Linked DNA regions of Mus musculus: regions 1 and 3 are each linked to region 2. A link is a contact called in public Hi-C and HiChIP or PLAC-seq data. All regions are on one chromosome and are shown on one strand. Each heading gives the region's core, a stretch centred on a gene start, on an enhancer-like site or on the middle of the called end of the contact. The rest is flanking DNA. Distances are from core to core; before and after follow the strand shown.

What was found. A called contact is a pair of places that touch in the nucleus more often than the background predicts. HiChIP or PLAC-seq counts read pairs in DNA pulled down with a chosen protein or histone mark.
Region 1: a contact with region 2 is called in an H3K27ac HiChIP or PLAC-seq map of hepatocytes, with 6 times the contacts expected there. The contact joins the promoter of Dpyd here to the enhancer-like site in region 2. A contact is called at or near these places in 1 of 39 promoter capture datasets (liver), 20 of 484 Hi-C or Micro-C datasets (the N1E-115 cell line, embryonic stem cells, extraembryonic endoderm stem cells and 4 more), 4 of 115 datasets of contacts at active chromatin or transcription factors (embryonic stem cells, hepatocytes and liver) and 2 of 9 other capture datasets (adipose tissue and liver).
Region 3: a Hi-C map of liver shows a contact between it and region 2, with 2.6 times the contacts expected there. The contact joins two enhancer-like sites. A contact is called at or near these places in 7 of 39 promoter capture datasets (the 3T3-L1 cell line, the HPC-7 cell line, hippocampal neurons and 3 more), 3 of 484 Hi-C or Micro-C datasets (all in liver) and 1 of 115 datasets of contacts at active chromatin or transcription factors (liver).

Annotation. Positions count from the first base shown.
Region 1 is chr3:118,560,413-118,563,510 of GRCm38.p6, forward strand. It overlaps Dpyd (dihydropyrimidine dehydrogenase), which reads left to right and starts at 1,768. Exons shown (of 23, transcript NM_170778.3): 1 at 1,768-1,902. The coding sequence starts at 1,864.
Region 2 is chr3:118,428,461-118,431,673 of GRCm38.p6, forward strand. No RefSeq gene overlaps it. Among named protein-coding and RNA genes, the nearest start is that of Mir137, 3.8 kb to the right of the region's middle. Within about 2 kb of position 1,956, at least 40 of the 459 cell types and tissues checked have an H3K27ac peak or open chromatin away from gene starts, as enhancers often do. A contact at or near this core is called in the N1E-115 cell line, hepatocytes and liver, where this site is marked.
Region 3 is chr3:118,577,545-118,580,890 of GRCm38.p6, forward strand. The region is part of intron 1 of Dpyd (dihydropyrimidine dehydrogenase); the gene reads left to right. Among named protein-coding and RNA genes, the nearest start is that of Dpyd, 17 kb to the left of the region's middle. Within about 2 kb of position 1,572, at least 3 of the 459 cell types and tissues checked have an H3K27ac peak or open chromatin away from gene starts, as enhancers often do. A contact at or near this core is called in liver, where this site is marked.

The sequences.
Region 1 (3,098 bases), core at 518-3,017, 130 kb after region 2:
ACAGTTGTTAGGGAGGAGAGACCCCAGTGAGGTAGAAGGTGGACAGGAGCTTGTCACGCAGATATGAACAAGAAGGATAACAACAACAACAATAACAACAACCAAACAAACCCCAATTGTATGTGGGCTGCATTGGGCCACTGAAAAAGGTCACATCTTGTGGGTGGGGGAGCGAGGGGGCTAATTCATATTTAGAATCCCACTCTAGAGTTCAGGAGACTTAACAGCAGAAGCTGACATACCCGTTTCCAAGTGACTCAAGATCTGGTTAGAATGGAAAAATCCTTAAAGTTGGAGAAAGATTAAATGAATGAGTGAGAATACAGAAGCCAAGGGTGAATCTGGGGGTTCTATTTAACCCTCTAGCTTTTATTGTTGTTGTTGTTGTTATTATTATTATTATTATTAATTTTTGTGTGTGCTAATAGTTGATTGAAGGGACAATATGTGTCCAACCACTGGAAGTTTCAAGACCTTAAAGGTAACCAGGTGGTTTGTACTATAAGCCCTCTCCAGGCATCCAAGACTGCCCCCCATGTGTTCCTCTTTTTCTGCCAAGTGCAGGCACCACAGTTTGTGTCCTGCCAGTCTTGTTGTCAGAGCAGTGATGAGCCTTCTTGAAGACCACATCTAGAAAACCCAACATGGCAGTGTTACACTGAAAACAAAACGAAGCGTTAAGTACATGTCGAATTAAAAGAAAATGGATAAAGTAACGAAAAATACCAGCGAGGAGGGAATCATATGATTCCAAAATTATCATGATCTAGCCAATAGGACGAAGTGCCCTGTGTGCCTTAAAAGAAACAGATAGCACCATGAGAGAAGATGTCCGACTTAGAAAATGGTCTGGCGCCTAGGCTGCCACAAAGTTGAGGAGAGGACTAGTCTGATGACATCATTGTTTCTCCCTACCAACTATGTGACCAAATGCACAAAATAAACAACCCCTGTTCATATTTATGAACGTCACATTTTAGAATATTACTATATATTTTTAAAAAAATAGGCATGGACTGCCATGCAGAAAGAAAGCCTTGATCCTCTACAGATACCCTTTCACTAAAGTAGTAGCTCTCAACATGTGCATGGAGACCCCTCTGGGACTCTTTTGGGAGTGGAAAGACCCTTTCACAGGGGTCACCTAAGATCATTGGAAAACACAAGTATCTACATTACTACTTATAATGGCAAAATTATGATTTTGGAATATCAATGAAATAATTTTATGGATGGGGATTACCACACATAAGGAACAGATTAAAGGGTCGCAGCATGAGGAAGGTTGAGAACCATCTCACTATAGGCTGTTCTAGACTGTGGATACTGATGTCTGTCTGTCTTCTTGTGCCCTAGGCTCCCCAATACTACTACTCCCCCAGAACAGCTTCAAAAATCCTTCCAGCCTATTTGCTGGTGGCCAGAGGAACACAGGTACTCCCTGGTCCCTGGAGAGTTCTGGGACATCTTATTCTTTAATCTTTGTTTCTGCACGTTGCAGGGCTCAGAACTCAGAAGAACATCAAAGACGCAATTGTTTGCTTTTAATTCTGGGGATCTCTGACACCTAAACCCGCCTACCAAACTCAACCTTGGGGAGCAAAGGCCAGCACAACCAGAAATTCTCTGGAACAGAGCCCGGCAGCTTGGGACCAGTGGAACGGTGTGGCTGTGAGGCGTGCCTTGAGCGTTGCCCCGCCCCAGAGGCGTGTCTTTAGCATAGCCCCGCCCCTTCCATATTGCCTTGGCTCGGGCAGTCAGTGCACCAGTGCTGGGGCAAGCTGAGGCTTTGGTGCGGGGCTGGAGGCTGCTGCAGCAGAGGGAGGGTCTGTGTGCGGGAGTCTGAGGCCAGAAAGCGCTGCCATGGCGGGTGTGCTGAGCAGGGACGCGCCGGACATCGAGGTACCGACCGCGGCCCTGGGGTGGGAGGGTCACAGAGGGGCGGGAGGCCCGGGGGCGCACCCGGGACAGAGCTGGAGATCCGCGAAGTTTCCCCGGGAGAGACTTGCGGACCAGGCTGGACACTGTACTCCGGCACCAGGACCTGGTTACTTCGTAGGAGACTTAAAAGTGGCCGTCTCTCTCTGCCCTAAGTCATAGTGACCCAGAGGCTCAGAGTGCAGAGGCTTGGACTCCAGGGGACAGTAGCTCCACTTCCCGCCCAGGGAACCCTCTAACTCCTCCTCTGTCCCCTCCGTGGTTTTGTGGGACAACCACCCAGTGACCCACCTATAATAACAAAGCCCCGCAGTATGCAAAAGTGGAGCATAGAAATCCAAGATCCAGGCCGCTGTTTCGAGCGGCGCTGGCCCTGGTATTGTTTACCACTTAATTTCACATTTGGAAAAAATGGAACGAAGTACAGAAGACATTGGAAAGTGCGACCTCCCCGGAAAGAGATACACAAACTGCTCTGTTCTCTCCTCTCAACAGTGTTTGATTCTCTCTTGTTCTCTGTTTCTTCCAAAAATCTCATTTTTCTGAGAACGATCCCCTACCTGAAATAGCAAAAAATTTTTCCTCTGAGTTCTATATACTTTAATGTGTGTGTTGGGAGAAAGATTTGAGTTATGGCCGTGATTTTAATCACGCTGAATCAAAGCCTGTGTCTCTCAGGTTTCAGTTCCGTTTTGTTTAGGGAATTTTCTTCGAGATAAAAGCAAAACAAAACTTTTGTAGAATATTCGTGTTCTCTTCCCTTACTGTTTCCTTCCCTCCTGCCCGGCCCCCTTTTCCCACCTTCTGTGTGTTTGCTTAGAAATAACACACCCTTTCCCCTCCCCCTCCCCCTCCCCCTCCCCCTCCCCCTCCCCCTCCCCCTCCCCCTCCCCCGTTTGTTCTGCTCTTTAAATACAAGTTTAAAGACACCTGTTTGCAGCAGGATAGCTAACTGGTTTTCTTCTGCACCCTGCTCTCCCCGCACCCTGCCGTCAGTGATAATGAACCTTTATATGCTCTTAAAAGAAAGCTGATAGTGTTCTAAGAGCCTTCATATTTTCCTTTGATAAATCCACTGTAGCAGTAAGAGCAAAGGATAACGTGTTGACTTCTTTCTCTGTGTAGTTTACTTAGACTTTTCTTCACAATTTCTTTCTTGG
Region 2 (3,213 bases), core at 706-3,205:
CATCATGCCATAAATAAAGGAAATGGTTTGCTTACCCCAGCTCAGGTCTCATAAGAAAACCTAGAATCTCTATTTTCCTAAGTGTTCATTTTATGAATGCCTAGCTATTTCTAAATCAATACTTTAAATAAAAGCAAACCAAAGGTGAAATTTCGAGTCTACTTACATATTGGTCGAGCCTGAATAACTTGACTATCATAAATTTTCTGAAGACCTGGCCAAAATCTGCCTGCGGTTTCAACCTGACCTGCAGGGGGCAATAGCTTGACGCGAATGACAGCTAAGGCTGCTGAGCTATTAGACTTGAAATTCTGACTTTGACCCTGGAATGTTGTGTAGGTTGGAAAGAGTGCTTAATTAATGTATATTGAAACAAAAGATCAGGTAAATTGTTTGATTTGTCTTCAAGCTATATTTTTAGACTAATCTAATTCATTTTTTTCTTAAAGAGATTATCAGAGTTTTTCAGTAGACACATTCAGCTACCTCAAGAATTATCTTAAATACTAATTGTTTACTAAAGAATTGATGTAATTTTTTAAAAAGCAGAATAAAGTGAATATGATTATCTGTTTTCAAATGGATGTGAAAATCAGAGAAGTGTAGCCTATTTATAACAGGTAATAAAAGAATGCTACACGTATATAGAAGAAACTCTCTTATGATGTTCCTCTAAAAATATCTGAAAATTGCAAATAGGTGAGGGACAGTCACACACTGTTTGAAATATGTTCTCCCTCCATACATAAAACATTAATTTTGAATAATGGTATGCATTTAAATATCACAATTAACAGGGTGTGATATATTTTATTTCCCTATTTTTCTATTAAAAATAGAGTAGAATTTATTGATTATTGATAGTATACATCCTTTTCCTCTTCCTGACATCTCTACCCTTTCCCACATTGCCATATCACTCCTATCAAATGTTTAGTTTAGATCAGAGACACATCAAACAGTGTATGGGTGGGAGGAGGGACTATAAAACTTAATTTTTAAAAACTGTCCCCCATCAATTTTAAATGATACAAAATGTTTCTCAAAAAGGCATCCTGATCTGATTTCAATAAGTCATAGAGGGTACCTGGAAAAAATAACCCCTAGTCAAAGCTAGTGGTATTTACTAGATTGTTTTTATATACAGCATATGCTTTGCATGTATTTTGATCACAGTAAGAAAACGCATGATAGTTTTTTTTTTTTTTTAAGAACTGCTATATAAGTGCTCCTTTTCTTTTCTGTGACAGTTTGGTGCTGATTTTAAAAATTAAAAATTAAAAAAAAAGGCTTTAAAGGCATCATTTTTTTTCTCTCCAGTATGCTAAAGATGTTGTATATATCTTTTTTGCTTTTCTTTAAGGAAAGAATATGGGGGTTGCTTACACAGGGAATGAAAATTCTATTCTCCAACCCCCCCTCCCATTCTACTAAACCGTTTTAGTCGACATATGTTTGTTATCAGAGAGAGGTGCTGTGAACACACAGCCATTTTCTTAGCAGCTTTTTGACTGTATGTTACCATAGTCCCACAAGGCATTGGTCCTTTCCCATTGGGAAGTCATGAATAAGAGACTATGAAGCTCACACGTCAGATCTTCCTCAATTAATCCACCATTAGCATGTTCGGGGTCCACTACTGGATGGTTAACAGCGGCTTTTTGTAACTGTACGCCGACCATACCCAATTATGCTTTGCTAAAAATGAACTCTTTGCAGACCAAGCCTCTTGGGCTGTCAGTGTTTTCCGTTTTCCTATTTTAACGTTTGTGTATAGTGGCAGGCGACAGATGGTGTGGATCAGATCGATTTGATTGCATTAGATGATTTTCCCCCCTTCCCCACGCCTTTCTGGAAGCTCGCATCAGCTGAAGGCTCTCGCCTGGGACTCCTCCGAAGCATGAGCAAGCCGCCACCACGCGAAGGCACTGGGGCACAGCCAGCGAGAGGCGACAAGGTCCCTTCCCAGGGCTTGTTAACACTGTAACCGGGCGCTCAGAGAGCAGCGGCTCCCACTGCCCAAGCCTGCCTCGCCGCCCATCCGATGACTCCTGGCTTCTGCACACAGTTGGAGTTCAGCCGGCAACCTGGATTTAGAGGGTAAGCACTTCATTCTAGACGGATTTGTGACAGTTACTTTGCTATACCTGCGATACTGCAGACAAATCTCAGCAAACGCATAGGATGTAGGATGTGTGGGAGAGGGCGACTATGTTTACATCGGTAAATGGGTTTCTTTTTGTCTGAGACAGAGAGTGTTACTCGGTGACGATGTGTATAGTGTTTTGCCATTGATTGTAGGAGTCCACTACCACCCTCCTCCCGATTTTTTTCCCCTCTCCTTCGTGTTTTCCCTTTTCTACTTGAGAGGGAAGGAGAGATAGAAGAAGGGAGGAGGGAGTTAAGGAGGGAGGGGAGAAGAGAGGAGAGAGAGAGAGAGAGAGAGAGAGAGAGAGAGAGAGAGAGAGAGAGAGAGAATGAGAATATTTCTGCTTTAGCTTAATTGCCTTATTTCCTAAACCGATTTTTTTTTTTGTAGCTCGCTTTATGAATATTTGGTTTTTAATTACCAAGCGTTTAGCTAGGATGGGTGTTGGGGAGTGGGGGACAGGGTGGGGAAGTACAGAGGAACACTGCCATAGTGGCAGTGGCCTTGAGAGATCAAAAGGTGCTGAAAGCACCCCTTGCCCGAAAAACACACCTTCAGTTATTAGGGCGCGAGGGAATTGTAGATTCTAATAAACATGGCTTGCAGGAGTCGACGAACAAAGGTACTTAATGCGGACCTAAGCCTCCGCTGCTATTGCTCCGATAGCGGTACCTAAATATTCGAGAGGAAAGTGTAAGTTGATCAACAAACGCCCTGGTAGTATTGGGCTTTTTCCCTTTTCCGTTTTTTTGTGTGGAGGGTGGAGGGGGGTGGGGAGAGTGGATGGGTGGGGGAAATCCGACAGCTTAAGGAGGTTTGAATTGAATATGCACCCAGCGGCAGTGGTCTCGTAGGAAATGGTGTTCTCGTAAGTCAGGCTGCCCCGCTGAAGCACAAGAGCTGTGGTTAGAGCTCGGAGCGTCAGTTCTGGTGGGAGTGCTGCAGGCTGTCCGCTTGGGCTGAGCTGTCCACTGGTCCAGGTGCTGAAGTGTGGAGCATTTGGTATGTAGGGAAAGGGCTGACTCTGTTGCTTGGTTAGGAAGAAAACCTATCGCCTGTCTTGT
Region 3 (3,346 bases), core at 322-2,821, 150 kb after region 2:
GTCACTGTTAAGAGCTTGTTCTTCAGGTGACTCTGTTAGCCTCTATGAGCAGACCTGGAGGGTAGCACTCTCCTTAGTTTCAGTGGGCAGAGTATTCTCTGCAGGCAAGCTCTCTTCTTGCAAGGCAGGTACCCAGATATCTGGTGTTCGAACCAGACTCCTGGCAGAAGTTGTGTTCCACTCACTAGAGGTCTTAGGATCACGTGTGGAATCCTGTGTGGGCCCTTGCGGGTGTCAGGCGACTCAGCTGGCAAGGTAGCCGGGGCTCGAGTGGAGTGGAAGGGGTTTGTGCCCCAGATCAAGCCCGGGTAGCCTGCTTCCCTATGTACTGCAGTCTCAAGTTCCACGCGATTGGATTGGGGTAGGCACTGTGGTCCACTCACCAGAGGTCTTAGGGTCCCGTGGGGAGTCCCGTGTGGGCCCTTGCGGGTGTTGGGCAAGACTCTGCTGGCAAGGTAGCCCGGGGCTCGAGTCTCGAGTCAAGCGGAAGGGACTTGTGCCCCAGATCAGGCCCGGGTAGCCTGCTTCCCTATGTACCGCAGTCTCAAGTTCCGCGTGATTGGATTGGGGCAGGCACTGTGGTCCACTCACCAGAGGTCTTAGGGTCCCGTGGGGAGTCCTGTGTGGACCCTTGCGGGTGTTGGGCAAGACTCTGCTGGCAAGGTAGCCCGGGGTTCGAGTCACGAGTCGAGCGGAAGGCGCAATCTTGAATTTTCTGCACCTTGGTTAGTTGTTGGTTAGTATGTTAATCATCTTTGCCCAGGATTGAGAGAGCTCCATTAACCCATGGGTTTACTAGTAAGTCAATTGGAGTTAGTTTAATGCTATGCCATTTATAAGAATAATAGTAATAGGCACACCCTTCAGGCCAATGACCTGTCTAGCCATAGGTTCTTGGCCTGACAATAGTGCCAGGTCTGGATTTCATCTTTTGAAGTGCAATCTATATCCAACCAGAAAGTGGTTGGTTATTCTTATAATGGTTGTACCACTATTGCACCAATATCTTGTCTGAGCACCAGGGAAAGTCAAGTCCTGCTATAGGTGGCTGAAGTCCTTAATTTGTGGATTACAGATGTGGATTAATCCATATTTTGTGAATTTATAGAGGATACTTTTGTGTATATACTTGCTTATGTGCATGTACATGTGTATACACATATGTTGGTGTGTATACAAATGCCACCCTCAAATGTTGTTCCTCAGGCAGCAGCCACCAGTTTTTGTTGTTTGTGTTATTTTTTTTTCTAGTTTTCTTTTGAGACAGGGTCTCTTACAGGCCTGGACCTCACTGATTATGATAGGCTCTCTGGCTATCAAGTCCAGAGGGTTCTCCTATATTCCCCTCTTTAATATGGCGTTTGTAAATATGCTGTAGCACACCCAGCTTATTTTACATGGGTTCTGCAAATTGAACTCAGATCACCATGCTGGCTCCCTAAGCTGTCTCTCCAGCTTCAGACAATGCTATGTTTAATTTGAAATTAGAGACAGATCCCCCAGTCTGCTTGATAATTATCAGTGAAAAGGAGAGCACAGCTGGGGAGGTGGCAGTGTCCAGGGAGCTCAAGCTGGTATACCAGTGCCCTCAGGGAGTGAGTTCAATACCTACCTGCCTCCGACTCTTTCTTTTTACAGTAGCTTCAGAGCTTTGGGAGACCTTCTTTTCATTGAGCAATGCTGGAGTTTAAAAAAAAAAGAAGTGTAATTTCTGTAATTAAAAAAAAAGAGCATTCAGTTTCTTCTTTAGATCTTTAGGGATAAATTATAACATTGCTCACAGTAAAATGTACATGTCTTTGTGTCAACTTGTGTTAAGCTTCTTTTCATTTCTCAGATTTAATTGCTAAATTATTTTCATAATCATTAGTGAAGATCTAAAACTTGTTAAAAAAACCCAACAACAACAACAAAAAAATTTATGACTTCAGCGGCTGGAGAAATGGCTGAGTGGTTCAGAGTACTTGCTGTTCTTCCAGAGGACCCAAGTTCACTTCCAAAAAACATGTTTGTTTTTTGTTTTTTGGTTTTTTTTTTTTTTTTGACAGAAAGCGACTTTCCAGAGCAAATATAGAAACTGGATAGAGGTGTGACTGCTTGCCCCCTCTGCACAGTGTCCATACACTGATCACTAAGCTCCAAGTCACTAAGGCACCCATGTGCTGCTTACTCACAGAAGTAATTAGTTTCTATTTGCTACTTCTTCATGGATTCTAGTCTGACCTCTCCATGAGCTCTTAGGTTTTTTGGAAAGAACTGCAGGGTCCAGTTTTGAATAAACAGCCTCCCCAAATCTCAGGTCAATACCTTAAATGGGTAAATGTAACAGTGACACTGCACCTGTCTACCTGTCTGTAGAATGGAGATGGTCTTATTGTATCAGTGTTTTTGGTCCTCCCCTGTAGAATGACTGTGGCAGACCAGACTGTCAAACGATGGTTTTCCTAGGATAGCCTTATATTAGATGCAGGATGGAGTGATCACATGAATATGTCTACATATTTATGCATGTGTGTTCAAAAGGACATGTGTGTAAAAGTTTTGATTAATTTTTTTAACTTTAAAAGTAATAAACTATCTTTAAGGATAGATATATTTGAATTAAAACACACTTTTCCCTTCATAAAGAAATAAATTATATATTATATATTATAATTATATAAATTATATTTCAGTAAGAAATATAATTGTTGAGGGAACTATTAAAAAATGAACCCGCCAGTTGTCTGCGGTGCTAGACCACGCTTCTGAGCTCCTGCCAGCCAGCCAACTCTCCAGCCATGCTGCACCATAGGGCTCCCGATGGGTCATCTTTCCAGCAGGGCCCCGAGTTCCTCTCGCTGCCATGCACCCCATGGTCTGCCAATACATTTCAATACCCAGTACCCAGGTAGAATCAAGACTCTTAATGCTTAATTAACCAATCAGCTTTCTATAGCAATAATATCGCAATTTACAAGATGCCAATACAATAATTTCAGAGCCAATTAATAATGATACATGCTTTATCCCAATATTTCTAACCTTGTTTAATCATAGCAACTCTGGCTGGAAAGCATCATGCAGATACATGTCTACAGCCATCTTGTTCCTTCTCCTCCTACTCTGAGATGCTCTCTGTCTCTCTTAGCTCCGCCTCCCTTCTCCCTGTCCAATCACAGGCCTTCTCTGCACTAATGTAATTGGACAGAAAAAAAATTCTACAACATATAATAAAGCAAAACATTCTATTTCTTGGGTTAATTAATTTAAATAACCCTGAATTTGTGCTACAATTTAAAGCTAAGTTTACCTCCAATTTGAGACATATTTCTGATTTGAATGACTTGAAAATGTTTGCAGAGGA